Regions from separate parts of the Bos taurus genome. Here region 2 is linked to region 1. Evidence: chromatin contacts called from public Hi-C data. All regions are on one chromosome and are shown on one strand. Each heading gives the region's core, a stretch centred on a gene start, on an enhancer-like site or on the middle of the called end of the contact. The rest is flanking DNA. Distances are from core to core; before and after follow the strand shown. Region 1 holds the start of MAP3K7 (mitogen-activated protein kinase kinase kinase 7). Region 2 holds the start of MDN1 (midasin AAA ATPase 1).

Region 1 (6,833 bases), core at 1,731-4,230:
GCAGAATCAGTATGGCATCTACATTTTCTAAATGCCCAGCCCAGTACACTTTTATTTTAACCACACCACACTGCCTCTATCAATTCTTGCAACCTGGTCCCCAGTGTACTGATAGATAACTTACAATTCAGTCAGATCCAGAATGATAAAAGCTAAATGACTTAAAAATTTAAAAAAATACCTACATAGGTTTCTAATGCTGAGACCTGACATAATTTGATATCAAAACTGAATTTAGAAAGTTTCACACTGATTATTACTGAGTCATGGTATAAGAAATGTAAGGATTAAAATCAGCTGATGCCTTAAAAATATGCATCTGTGAAATGAGTGCATATTTGGCCTATGGTCAGAGTATTTTTCTTTATACACAGTTTCTAACTGAATCAGTATAATGCTGATTCAATTACACTGTTATTTGAGAAACAGAATATGATTTTCTTCATTTGTAGGCAATATACTGGTACCATATAAAATAATGAAATCAATATAAAATACTTTTTGTTTCTAGTTATCTTTCTCTGTTTCTCTGATTTATGATTTTAAGCTGAGAGCAGAACCTAAGTTGAGAAATAATGAGTGCCCGTGGTGCTTCCTAGATTATATAGTAATACTGCTTTAATGTGAAAATAAAGAATATGATGAAAATTATGTAATGGTTTTAACATTAGAAAGGTCTAAGTTCAAATCTTTAACATGAAAATAAACTGAGTAATAAAAACTGAAAAGAACAAAATTAAAAGACTGCCTAACATAAGAAAATTTCATCTAGAAACAAAAATTTACTCTTCAGGAATGTCCTAAATCTACTAAAGAATAGTTGAAACATCATCTAAACTAAAGGAAGGGTCTTTGGAAACAGAACCCAAGTAGGAAGTTAAATAGCTTTGGGGGAAGAGTAAAGGATAGATGAGACCTTACTAACAGCCAAGAATGTAAAATGCTTCAGAAAGCAGTGTGGGAAAACTAAGGTTGTAAAAACCAGATGATGTAAGTCTCTGAAAACATTTGGTAGACCACGAAGTACAAGTTATTATTATATAACAATTTGTAGTCTACAAGCATAGCAGTTCGCCACAGAGTAGACGTAAATGCTTATTTAAAAACTGCAATTCTTTTATACTGACTCACTGAAGTTTTATTCTTAAAAAAGAAAGAATGTTAGCCATGAAAGCGGGATCAACTATCCAATTCTGAAAAAAGAATTTATCATAGTCTCAATAGAAACACACACACACACACACACACACACAAAACCTCCCCCTCTTCCAAAATATGGGTCCTTCTTTTAGCCATATGACCTTAAAGGAGGTCACAGTTCCTCTCTGGAACTCAGTTGCCTAGTAATGTGTGTCAGGCACTGAGTTGGGTGTCTTGCATGTATTGCCTAATGAAGTCTCATACAAATAAAATGAAGTAGAAATTACAATCATTTTATAGTTAAGGAAACTAAAGCTCAAAAAGGTTAGTCAGGAAACTTGCTCCAGATCACACAGCTAATAAATGGCATAGCTGATACACTGAACCTTCATCTAACTCCAAAGGTTTTGCTCTTCCCACTTACACTATCTTGTAAAATGAGGCTGTTTTCAGCGATCTTTAAGATTATTTTAAGCGTAAAAATAAAGTAACCTATTATTCTTCCAAAAGATGCATAGGAAAAAAAAAATCATTCGTTGAAGGATAATTATCTCACTACTTTTAGCTTACCACTGTCTAAAAGTAACTTAAAATTTTTAAAGTAGTGATAATTCTTTGAGAACACGCAGGATTCTCGTGGGTGTATGTAATGCAGGGTACTTAGTAAATTTCTTAAATGATAAACAAATGGTAAATAATAAATACTATTTCCAACCGAAGTTTTAATACTTTCTAAAGTATTTTAAAGTCTTTAAAATATACATAGCTTTCAGTTTTCTAAATTTTATGGTCTATACAACCAACCTCTGTTCATTGAAAAGAAGCAACGTGCTAAAGGCACATTGTTACCTTGCTCCAAAATAATTTTAAATACTGCAGAATAAAGGATGTATTCAGGTTTTATAACAGCGATTTCTGGTCTGATCTCACATTCTAGTTGTCACTGAAATCACTCGTTATTTCTTCAGAATATGCTACCTGAAACATTTTTTCATCCTAAACCAGTCTCCATTACTAATGGTGAAATTAGCCTAAATTAGTCTAATTGAAGGCTATTAAATAACATTTAATATAACTACTGCTCTATGGAATCGGCGAAACAGCTATTCGGTACCTGGAAAAACTATTAGACTTGTGGATGTATTAATTTACGAAGCATCCATTGAGCACCCACTGCGTGCCAGATGCTGAGCCAGAAGTCGAGCATAATATATTCCTTGACCCTTAAGAACACCATGTTTTGGAGAACTAAAACTCCAAAACGGCCATGGTCTTTGATATATTTTACTACTTACAGATTCTAGAACTGGTGGACCAGACGGTCGCACCAGTTTATCCTTTTCCGTTTGAGATGACCCAAACTCTAAGCACCGGAGTATTAAATCCAAACTCAAGAGTGCTAAAGTGAGAAAAAAAAGAGAGCTACCCCGGAGCAGCTGAACGCGGAGAGCTCCTTTACACCCGGTCTCTGTGGGGTGTGGGGACTCCCGGGTGGGTCCCGAGAAATAGAGAGGTTGGGAAGGCGCCTTTAGAGTCAGGACGAGGTAGAGTCCGGGACAGGCCAGGGCCCGAGCCTCTGTGCCGGGCCTCGCTCACCTCTTCCACCTCGATCTCCTTGTAGTCTATCTCTTCAAAGTTGAGGACTTGGGAGGGGGCTTCGATCATCTCACCGGCGGAAGACGAGGAAGAAGAAGAAGCGGCGGAGGCTGTAGACATGATCCCTCGCGGAGCCCGGGGGGCCCGGGAAGGCTGCCGCCCGGACAGTCCGGGGGAGACCCGCGCCCACCCGCCTCCGGACCGACCTTCAACCTGGAGCCACGGCGATCCGTGGCGGGGACAGGGACAGCGGCCACAGCCGAGTCCCGGCTCCGGCTCAGCTGCGTTTTCCGCCGCCGGGCCCCGCCCACCAAACTTCCGGTTCCTGCCAGAAATCGGAAACAAGAGGAGGGCCTTGAGATCAAGAGAGGGGAGGGGAGAATTCGGAGACTGAGACAGAGAAAGGAAGGACAGGTTGGGGGTGGGGTGGGGGAGAGGTGGGGTGGGGGAGGGTGAGAGGCTAGTTTGGACCTGAGGGACAAATTTCGCGAGACCTTTATTAAGGGCCTACAGCAAAGTGATGATACCGCGAGAGCTGACGTGTGACGTAATTAAAACGCGCGAACGGAAGTGGCGCAGGGCACGATGGAATCACAGTACGGTTGGTCCTTTAGGAACCAGCGGGAAAGATAAAAGCTACAGTTTCAACCTTGTTTGGTGAAGTATGTTTTGACCCTGCTCCCTTTTCTCTCAGAGACCTGCAGATGGACGGGGTAGTATTGGATTGAGTTTTTGTGATGAAGCTTACTATTCAGTTTCACTCCTAAGCTAAACTGCACTATTTCTTAAAAAGCCTAGGAAAATGTATTTTGTGTTTGGAGGGAAGCGATTTGCTACTGTTACTTTGAGCCAGTCCCTGATGCTATCAGAGATTATAAAGAAAATAATACACAGCGAGCCAGCGTATGTAACCTGAATAATACTCTATAGGCTCACGAACAGAAGTTAATTTTAGTTAAGGTAGATACTTATGATTTGGCATAATTTGTCGTTCATTTGAACTTATAGGATGTATTGGTACATGTCGGAGTGCAGTGCTTTGTGCTGAATGCTTTACATTTAGGTATCCATATTTTATCATTAACAGTAGCCTTGCAAATTAAATATTTTTGTTGCCATTTTCAGGACAGGAGTAAACAGGCTCGGGAGTAAATCAATTATGATTCTCACAAGCACCTAGCTCAGTATATTTCCAAGGTGAAAAGTATTTCCTGTGTTGTACTATCAACACAATTTTTAATTTTAAACTATCTGTTAAACATCAGTCAGTTTGACCTAAAGCCTACTTGGGAAAATTGGAGTTAGAGATGAAGAATGAAACGTTGTGAAGTTCAAATTCTATCTCAGTAGGAGACCAAAAAGGAAACAGAAAGGAGAAAATGAGGGGAATGGTGATGGGAATATCAGCGGAGGAGAGTTTTTCAAGTAAGGAATAGCTAACCAACGTTGGGATTCTGAATAGGTCATTGAATTGGGCAAATAAGGAGTTATGAACTCCTGGAAGACAGTGTGTGTCTTTTTTTTTGTTTGTAGTGTTAATAACAATGATAATTTGGTGAATGGGTAAGAGAATGGAAGAAAGAATAATTTCTTTCACAGAGCAATCTCTGGGTGATCTTACCCAGGGTATTGACCACTTTTATGATGATAACTCACAATCTCTCCGAGTTTTCAAATTTTTCCTGAATTCTGGACCTATTGAACATCTCTGTTTAGACATAACTTAGTGCATGAACTTTAAGATTCCAAAAACAAATTCAGAAGTTATCACCTACTACATATATATTCTTTGTGTGCATTTTCTGTCTCCATGAAGGATCCCATTATCTACTCAGTTGTCCAAGTGAAAAATCAGAGCTTTATTTCTATGTGTATTACAATGAAATGATGCTTAATTAGTGCACTAATAACCAAATAGAATGGAGAAGGAAATGGCAACCCACTCCAGTATTCTTGCCTGGGAAATCCCATGGGCAGAGGAGTCTGGAAGGCTACAACCTATGGGATTTCCCAGGCAAGAATACTGGAGTGGGTTGCCATTTCCTTCTCCATTCCTTCTCCAGTCAGACATGACTGAACAACTAAACAAAAAACAACCACCAAGTGGAAGCATATTAAATTAATGGGATAACCATTTTTACCTGTCATTTCTTTACTCAAATTCCCAAACTAGGATGGTCACCTTTTAACCTTGTCCTTTCACTCACAGGTCATATTTACTTTTTCTTTAACACTTTGATCTTAAAACAGTGGATGCTACCAAGTGGGAATTCAAGAGATAATTCTTTTATGTTTTGGCTGAATGAATACTTCTGCCAGTCCTAACTTTCATGGAGTGCATGATCTATTTTCTGTACCTTCAGTTTAGAACTAAAATACTGCAGACAAGGGATTAGTCACCATAGTCATGATGGTGTTCTGCTTGTTCCCCGCCCCCCCGCCAAAATTTTGTTATAAAAAATATTGAAATACAGAAAAGTTGAAAGAATTTCACAGTAAACAACTATATACTTACTGGTAGGATGCTATCATTAGCATTTTACTGTACTTGTTTTTATCATATATCTGTCTATGCATCCTCTCATGTGTACATCTTTCTTATTTTGTTGGATGCATTTCAAAGTGAATCTCCTTCATGATCTTGGACATCTACCTTAATACTTCTGCTTGTATATTTTATGCATATATTTGGACTTCTGATGTTGATAGTAATCTAAAATCAATCCTTTTGCTATTTGCTTGCAGTTTTTCTTTTTTTTTTTTTTTTTACAGTCCCAGATCTTATCGTCCTTAAGGCCCAGTGTACCGCTCTCATTCTGTGATTTGATTTTATGAGCTGGTTCAGTTCAGTCGCTCAGTCATGTCCGACTCTTTGCGACCCCATGAATCGCAGCACGCCAGGCCTCCCTGTCCATCACCATCTCCCGGAGTTCACTCAAACTCACGTCCATTGAGTCAGTGATGCCATCCAGCCGTCTCATCCTCTGGCATCCCCTTCTCTTCCTGCCCTCAATCCCTCCCAGCATCAGGATCTTTTCCAGTGAGTCAACTCTTCGCATGAGGTGGCCAAAGTACTGGAGTTTCAGCTTCAGCATCAGTCCTTCCAAAGAACACCCAGGACTGATCTCCTTTAGGATGGACTGGTTGGATCTCCTTGCAGTCCAAGGGACTCTCAACAGTCTTCTCCAACACCACAGTTCAAAAGCATCAATTCTTTGGCACTCAGCTTTCTTCACAGTCCAACTCTTACATCCATACATGACCACTGGGAAAACCATAGCCTTGACTAGGTGGACCTTTGTTGGCAAAATAATGTCTCTGCTTTTTAGTATGCTATCTAGGTTGGTCATAACTTTCCTTCCAAGGAGTAAGCGCCTTTTAGTTTCATGAGCTGGTACATTCACATTTTTCATTTAAGCTGATTCAAGTTGTATTTTTGTTATTTGCAATCAAAGAATCATAAATAATATACTTTGACTCTAGAGAATTGAGGGAGGGGAATTTGACTCAGTTCACCTGAATTTTGACTTCGTATTCCTTTTAACTTTTTTAACTTTCATGAGTTAAGGATGGAAGCTTAGACCTCACAATTTCATGTGAACTTCAGTCACTTGTCTATAGTGTCTCCACAAATTTCCAGATATCCAGATAATCACGATGGTATGATCACTCACTTAGAGCCAGACATCCTGGAATGTGAAGTCAAGAGGGCCTTAGGAGTCATCACTACGAACAAAGCTAGTGGAGGTGATGGAATTCCAGTTGAGCTATTTCAAATTCTGAAAGATGATGCTGTGAAAGTGCTGCACTCAACATGCCAGTAAATTTGGGAAAAACTCAGCATTGGCCACAGGATTGGAAAAGGTCAGTTTTCATTCCAATCCCTAAGAAAGGCAATGCCAAAAAATACTCAAACTACTGCATAATTGCGCTCAACGCTAGTAAAGTAATGCTCAAAATTCTCCAATCCAGGCTTCAACAGAACATGAACTGTGAACTTCCAGATGTTCAAACTGGTTTTAGAAAAGAGAGAGGAACCAGAGATCAAATTGCCAATATCTGCTGGATCATCAAAAAAGCAAGAGAGTTCCAGAAAA
Region 2 (7,703 bases), core at 2,552-5,051, 730 kb before region 1:
AAAAAAATTCATATGCTATCTTAGAAAGATTAGATTTTGATTCTGGAAATAATGGAAAGCTTTTAGACAGAATAGTTCCATCTATGGGGTCACACAGAGTCGGACACGACTGAAGCGACTTAGCAGCAGCAGCAGCAGTGATAGATTCAGATTTGTCTTATTAATGATAACTTATATTAAGAGGCCAGAATAGGATGGGAGATAATAGCTAAAAGGAATAGGGGCTTCTTTTTGAAGTAATAAAAATGTTCAAAAATGGACTGTGATGACAGTTGTACATACCTGTGAACAGAGCAAAAGCCACTGAACTATATATTTAAGTGGATGAATTATATGGCATATGAATTATCTCTCAAAGCTGTCTTAAAAAGTTCTAATTCTAGCTCACATATATTGATTACTTTCTACCGGCCAGGCACTGTGGTAAGCTCCTCAAATGCATCATCTAGATTTCACAATCTTATTTATAGCCATAACAACAGCAACCACTTTTATAGACAACACTTACTGTACCCTAGGCACCTAACTCTCATAGCAACCCATGAAGTAGGTAACATTATCCCCATTTTACAGATAAGGAAACTGAAAAATAAAAAAAAGGGATAACGTCATAAAGCAGATAGTAGAACCAGGAATCACATCACAGGCTCCAGAATCTCTGCTTTTAACTACTCTGTAACTATTTAGCAACTATCACACATAATATGTATCAAGAAGCTGAGACCTAGGAGAGTTGAGCAACTTGTGGAAGGCCCCCAAAACAATGGTAACACACTCCAGTATTCTTGCCTAGGATATCCCATGGAGAGAGGAGTCTGGTGGGCTACCATCATCCATGGGGTCGCAAAAGGGCCAGACACAACTTAGTGAGTAAACAACAATAAGGAAAGAGAAGAGAAGGACTTCCTTGATGGTCCAGTGGTCGAGTCTGTGCTTTCACTGCAAAGGGAGTGGGTTCAATCCCTGGTAGGGGAACTAAGATCCCGCATGCCACATGCATTGCCAAAACACAAAACCAAAAAAGGAATCTGATCTGCACCCATCCTTCAGTCCCACTACCCACACATGCTCTCAAGCACTCTGCTCTTCCTCAACATAGACAGTGATCAAGGACATAAGATGTGATTCTGTGATTTACAGTAAAAGAAAAAAAAAAAAAACATAGTCTTTAAAACCCCACACCTGTCCAAGTACCTAAAACTCTGGGAATTTCCTGTGATGAGAGAAATATGCTACAGTAACGCAGTGACTTTCAGAAAGCAGCTAAACTGAGAGCCAATCATGTGATTAGAGGATTAGACCTTTCATTCCCATGCCTTGACCTCTGAGGAGGGCAGAGGGGCTAGAGATTAAGAGCTGAATCACCAATGGCCAAAGATTTAGTCTTTTGTGCCCGTGAAGGAAGCTTTCATAAAAACCCCAAAGAATGTGGTTCGGAGAGCTTCAGGGACGACTGTCCTGAAAAGTGAAATATTTCTCCAAGTTTTGTGAGCTGCTCTAGCAAATTAATCAAACCCAAGAAAGAATTTAGTGGAACCCCCAATTTATAGGCCAGCTGGTCAGAAGAGCAGGTAAGGGTGGGAGAAGTCTTTTAGGGTTAAGCCTTTACTCTGAAGGAACTGACACTTTCCACAGATAAACAGCATCAGAATTGAGTTAAATTATAGGACACCAGATGGTATCTGAGAATTGCTCGGTAATGCGAGAAAGAAAACCCACGTGCTGGAATTAAGAGTCAGAACTGTAGGATGCTAGTAGTAGTAAGGATGAAGAGAAAGACACAGATTCAATACCAAGAAAGGAAAATCAAGAGGACTTGGCTATATGTGACAGAAAAGGAGCAAAAAGAGTTGAGGACACTCAGTCTTCTCTAACAAGGGACTGGACAGAGAGACGGGGGTGTCACCAGCTGAGATGAAGAACAAAGGAAGCACATCCTAAAAATTTATTTCAGATCCCAAACTCCATGAGAAGTAAGGTTTCAAAATCTTTGCTGGGAGTTCCCTGGTGGTCTAGTGGTTAGGACCCCATGCTTTCACTGTCCAGGGCCGAGGTTCAATTTCTGGCAGGGGGAACTAAAATCACGAGGTTCAGTGGTGGGAAAAAAAGGTCTTTGCTCTCCAGTAAAAATCACTATTTTCCCAAATAGGAGAAAAATAGATAACAACACAATCAACTCTTCTCTGAGTGAAAGGCTTGAAATCATTACTGAAAATAGAAAGGAGCAAACCTGAAAGACATTTCTCAGATTGGATAGAATCTGAGACAGAGGAGAGACAAATGGAAAGTACAGGTGGTCGGAATCTTCTTAATTCAATTGGGCTTTCTAGTAGCTTTCAAGTCCCTCAACATTACTATATACAGTCTCAGAATCCACCTGAGTGGTTCCCACACTTCAAAATCTCAGATTCTCTTTTTTTAAAAAGGCTATGAACCATTTCCTCATTTTACTCCCAATACATAAGCACTAATTTTCTATCCAATTACTGTGAAGAACCATAAACAAACCTCCTGCTGTCAGTGGTCCAGGATCCCCAGCTTCAGAACCTCTGTTCTAAATGCAAGCCCACTTACAGAAAAATACTTCTAGCCATAATACATAGTTCAGGAGCCTGTCACCACAAACTCAGCTCATATAAATTGATTTTTTCATTAGTCCAGCCCATCAAAATTCAGTTTTCTTTCCAGACCTCCGTTAATGTTAATGATCCCTTCCTTGGGGGAAATCACAGGCCAGATAACCCCAGGCATATCTTCCACTACTTCCTCCCCTTTGCTATACACGTTCAATTTGTCATCAAACAGACATGCCTCTCCTGTTAGCTCAGGGCCTCTCCAGACTCGAAAAACTGCTGTTGCTTCCTTAGCAATAGGATATATATGTTCCAGACACCGGACTTAGGGGAAAAAAATTTATTTCCCCCGACTCTCAAGCTCACAGATGTGGTGGGGAAGCATAAAATAGAAAGTTAAAACGACAGGTGAAAAAATGCGTGATAAGGATCCTCAACTCAGCGAGATATCTGGTCAACGAGAGAAGGCTCTTAAAAGGTCAGAGCACCCATTTTTCAGAAAACTAATTCATAATTTCTATGGCTTACGAATTATGCCCTCGCTCTCGCTTGGCCCATCAGTTGTATTCTGTGTTTATGAACGTCTCCAAAAATAGACACGAAATACCTTGGGGGTCTGAGACGATAACGAATTTATCTGTATCCGCAAAGTGCCACACTGTGTCTTACTCCCAGCGGGAATACAATCAATACTTGTCAGTGGGCAGGAAAGTCAGAACAAGGCAGAAAGGAAACATCCACCCAAGCTAAGAGAGGGGGCTGAACTTGTCGGCACGCTTAAATAATACAAATGTCAAAAGGGCAAACATGCAACCTCAACTACCAAAAAAACCCCCCAAACACGTTTTTCTCTGAAAGTCACGTTTGGCGCACGCAGCCAGGGTGCTGCAAGGAAATAAATCGGTGGAGAGAAGGGAAGACTCTCCCATAGAATAAATAACAAAAGGCTCCTTCCAGGCTCCTCAAATGAGCGCGGACGCCTCCGCCACTGGCCAGCCTTGGGGAGGGGGCCAGAGTGACAAGACACCGCTCTCCAGTCCCCTGCGTCTTCCCGCAGGGCCATGGGGCACGCGCCAGGCGGTTGGTGGGGACGGCCCAACTCTTTCCCTCCCTCTCCTTCTCTTACCTGCTTGACCAAGAACCTGCCCAGCTCGCTACGACTCTTCTCGTTCTTGGCAGCGATTAACCGCAGCGGCGCGGCCGCCACATCCAGCAAGAGGTGCTCCATGATCACGGGTCCTCCGTCCCGGGCGGCCACAGGCGCTCCTTGCTTCGCGCTAAGAACCCCCGAGCCGCTGAGGTCCCCGCGCCGGAACTGCCACTAACTACGTCTCCAGTGAAAGCGGCCACCGCCGCTTCACCAGTACCTAGAGAGCGGCAGCAGCACACGTGGGGGGAGCACGCGGCGCTCTGCATCATCAGTCCGCGACCGCACCGACCAGCGATCGCGGTCCCGCCTCCTCGGCACCGGAAACGCGGGGCGTCAGTATCTATATACTTCCGGCATAGACGCCACCAGAAATAGCTTTTGCTGGTGGAGGATAAGGGTTACAATGATGGTAGATCCGGCGACAAAGAGTGGCGTGACAGCAATTCAGGAGAAGCTAGGGGGCCCCTAGGGCCGTGTGCCTACTATCCTCAGCCCGCCATGCTTCCTTCTGCCTCATCAGGCAAAAAGATCAGCTAGGAATGAAAAGCAGATTTACCCCCTCTAACCCATCAACTCCCCTTTTAGACGGTTGGCCTGTGGAAATTCACGCACAAGTGTAACAAGCATAGATAGCCCTCGCAGCAGTCTTATTATAAATATTGGATTTAAGTGTTAAGATGGGTGATGAAAGAAACTTTCACAATTTGAGATACAGAAAAGTCATTTGGGGTTATACATGCGTTAAGGTGAATTTTATGTTAAGGAAAATAGCCTCTTTGTGGCCTATCAAACATAAATTTTATATGTGCTCTAATTATTAAAGAGGAGCACACTGACAAGTAAAGAATGTCCATGTTAAAAATAAAGATTAAATGCCTTTCTTTCTGGGAGGCTAATGTTGGTCCTACTTTGATGATGATTTCCTTTTCCAGACTTCCTTTTCCAGTGTGTGTGTGTGTGTGTGTGTGTGTGTGTGTGTGTGTGTGTGTCTGTGTGTGTTTTAAACCTTGAAGAAATGTAGTGTGTATGTTTTATACCTTGAAGAAATGTAATGTCTGTGTGTTTTAAAGCTTGAAGAAATGTAATGTGTGTGTGTGTGTGCGTGTGTGTGTTTTAAACCTCGAAGAACTGTAACCATGTCTTATTTAATGTTCTTTGTATTGACAAGATATAAAATTGTGCTGGAACCCATGCTTCTCTGGAGCAGCTTCACAGAGTAATCTGGGAAGCTGGCTTCTGGGCTAGTCCTTAGTTTGACTGAAATAAAACTTGTTTCTATTCTTATTATAGATTATTGATTATTTTCATTGACATGGGAATGAAATAAAGTATGCTATATAGGACACTGAATATTCTGAAGGCACTGTGAAGAGTGGAGTAGAAGAGTACATAAAACTAAAAGTGTATTAATGTCAAATTCATTGATGAACAAGCCAAAATAATGACAAAGTCAGACCAGTGGTTGCTTTTGGGGGTATTGACTAAGAAGGGCCTAAGGGAACTTCCTAGGGTGATGGAAATATTTCAATATCTTCCCCTGTGTGGTGGTTACTCTGATAGATACAAAAACCATAATTTATTTGCGTTTTTCTTTAAAATTGAGGATATATGTCAAAGTACTGTGTTCCAAGGTCTTCTCAGGTGGCTCAATGGTAAAGAATAGCCTGCCAACGCAGGAGGTAGGGTTCTGATCCCTGGGTTTGGAAGGTCCCATGGAGGATGAAATGGCAACCCACTCCAGTATTCTTGTGGAGAATCCCATGGACAGAGGAGCTTGGCAGGGTACAGTCCATTAGGTCACAAAGAGTTGGACATGACTGAGTGACTGGACATGAATGCACTGTATTCCAAGTTTCCCTGGATTTCCTGTTCTGGGTGGATATATTACTTTGAAATGCAGATAAGTTTACCATATTCATAGACCTTTGATTTTAAGTTGAAAAGACAGAGACATTGACCAATGTTAAAAGTATTACAATGTTTGAAAGAACTTGAGGTTTCACTATATGTTTAGGTACTTATGTAATACCGAAGAATCTTTTGTATTCTATTACTGCTGCTGCTGCTGCTGCTGCTAAGTTGCTTCAGTCGTGTCCGACTCTGTGCAATCCCATAGATGGCAGCCTACCAGGCTCCCGCATCCCTGGGATTCTCCAGGCAAGAACACTGGAGTGGGTTGCCATTTCCTTCTCCAATGCATGAAAATGAAAAGTGAAAGTGAAGTCACTCAGTCGTGTCCGACTCTTCGAGACCCCATGGACTGCAGCCTACCAGGTTCCTCTGTCCATGGGATTTTCCAGGCAAGAGTACTGGAATGGGGTGCCATTAGTTAATCATAAAAGAGATGTTACCTGTAAGTTTAAATTATACATAATGGTCCATCTCTGGGAACCCTGCTTCCAGGTAATGAGTATTAAGCTAAGATACTGTTGTTTAGCTCATAGGAAACATCTTGACCACACCTACTTTTGAATGACTATAGAGAGGAAGAAATGAACACATCCCCTACAGAGGCTGATGGGAACCAGGAAGTGTTTGACTTTACTCCCTCCCCTTTTAGTATAAAAGGAGCCTGAATTCTAACTCAGGCAAGATGGTTCTTTGGGGCATGAGTTCACCATCTTCTCTGTTTGCTGGCTTTCCAAATTAAGTTGTTATGCCTTGCTCCAATAACTGGTCTCTTGAATATTGGCCTGTCATATGGCATAGTAGTATGAGCTTAAACTCGGTAACACTTAGGAATGTTTTACTTGTCAGTTTTGTGTTTGTCCTACAAGTATGAAGCATTTAAAAAACAGATGAAATGAATTACATTTATAAATGGAGTTTAAAATACTGAAAGGAATTTAACTATATGCTTTAAATAGGAGCAATTTCTAATTTAAATTCATCAAAGTCTTTCTCTGGCCTTCCATTCTCATATTTCACATAACAACTTTAATAAAACTCTGCAGTTTTGTTCTGTTATTGCCATAATTGTTCCAGTAGTCTAATTCTTTGTAACAAATTATTACCTTAAATTATACTGACTTAAAACACCAACTATTTTATGTGTGTGTGTGCTAAGTCACTTCAGTCGTGTCCGACTCTTTGCAGCCCTATGGACTGTAGCCTGCCAGACTCCTCTGTCCATGGGATTCTCCAAACAAGAATACTCCAAGCACGCCCTCCTTCAGCAGATCTTCCCAAGCGAAGGATTGAACTCATGTCTCCTGCATAGGAAGGCAGGGTTTTTACCAATGACTAGCTCCACCAATACTTTATAATAGGGAGGTTCAGGAATTTGAGCAGGGCTCTGCTGGCAATTCTTGTCTTCCATGGGCTATTGACTGAGGGCATTCAGTTGTATTGAGCTAGTCAATGGCCTAATCTGGTAGGTCCAATATAAGTTCACTCACACATCTTGTATCCTGGCAGGGATGGCTGGAAGGCTGAGCTCAGCTGGAACTTTAAGCTGGAATGCTTACATGACCATTTGAGGTTGAGGAGAGAGAGATCTCCAAGAAGCCTGGATAGAAACTGCAAGGTCTTAGAAGTCCTAAAACATCCCTGTCCTTGCATCGTATGGTCAAGCAAGTCACTAAAGCCAGCCCAGATTCAAGGCACTGGAAATTAGACTTCATTTCTCAATGGAGGAGTGGCAAATAATTTCCAGTCATCTCTATTTACCACAACTGATGCACTTTTTGAGATTTCTAACAGAATTTTCCAGAGCACTTTCATTTGAATTATTTGAGTAACAGAATTTTTATAATGCTAACACTGGAAATGTTAACCCTAGTCTCTTACCCACATTCAGGATACTGAGTATCTTGCACTTGTTCCTTTGGATAGATTCCCCCTCCTCTCCTTCTTCATCATCCTCTCTGCCCTTAGGTGCTGACCTGTTCAGATTACAAGGAGTTTGAGTCTTAGGTGTGTTCATAACATATTGCAATAGAGGTATCATTGCTTCCAAACCATTTAAGGAACAGAAATAA

The links. Hi-C and Micro-C count contacts between places; a contact is called where the count stands out from the background.
Region 2: a contact with region 1 is called in a Hi-C map of skeletal muscle, with 4 times the contacts expected there. The contact joins the promoter of MDN1 here to the promoter of MAP3K7 in region 1. A contact is called at or near these places in 3 of 11 Hi-C or Micro-C datasets (liver, skeletal muscle and an unstated tissue).

What each region holds. Positions count from the first base shown.
Region 1 is chr9:59,675,926-59,682,758 of ARS-UCD2.0, reverse strand. It overlaps MAP3K7 (mitogen-activated protein kinase kinase kinase 7), which reads right to left and starts at 2,980. Exons shown (of 17, transcript NM_001081595.1): 1 at 2,916-2,980; 2 at 2,737-2,869. The coding sequence starts at 2,856. LOC101902479 (a long non-coding RNA gene) reads left to right here and starts at 3,124. Exons shown (of 4, transcript XR_009495824.1): 1 at 3,124-3,398.
Region 2 is chr9:60,406,548-60,414,250 of ARS-UCD2.0, reverse strand. It overlaps MDN1 (midasin AAA ATPase 1), which reads right to left and starts at 3,801. Exons shown (of 102, transcript NM_001206168.3): 1 at 3,700-3,801. The coding sequence starts at 3,801.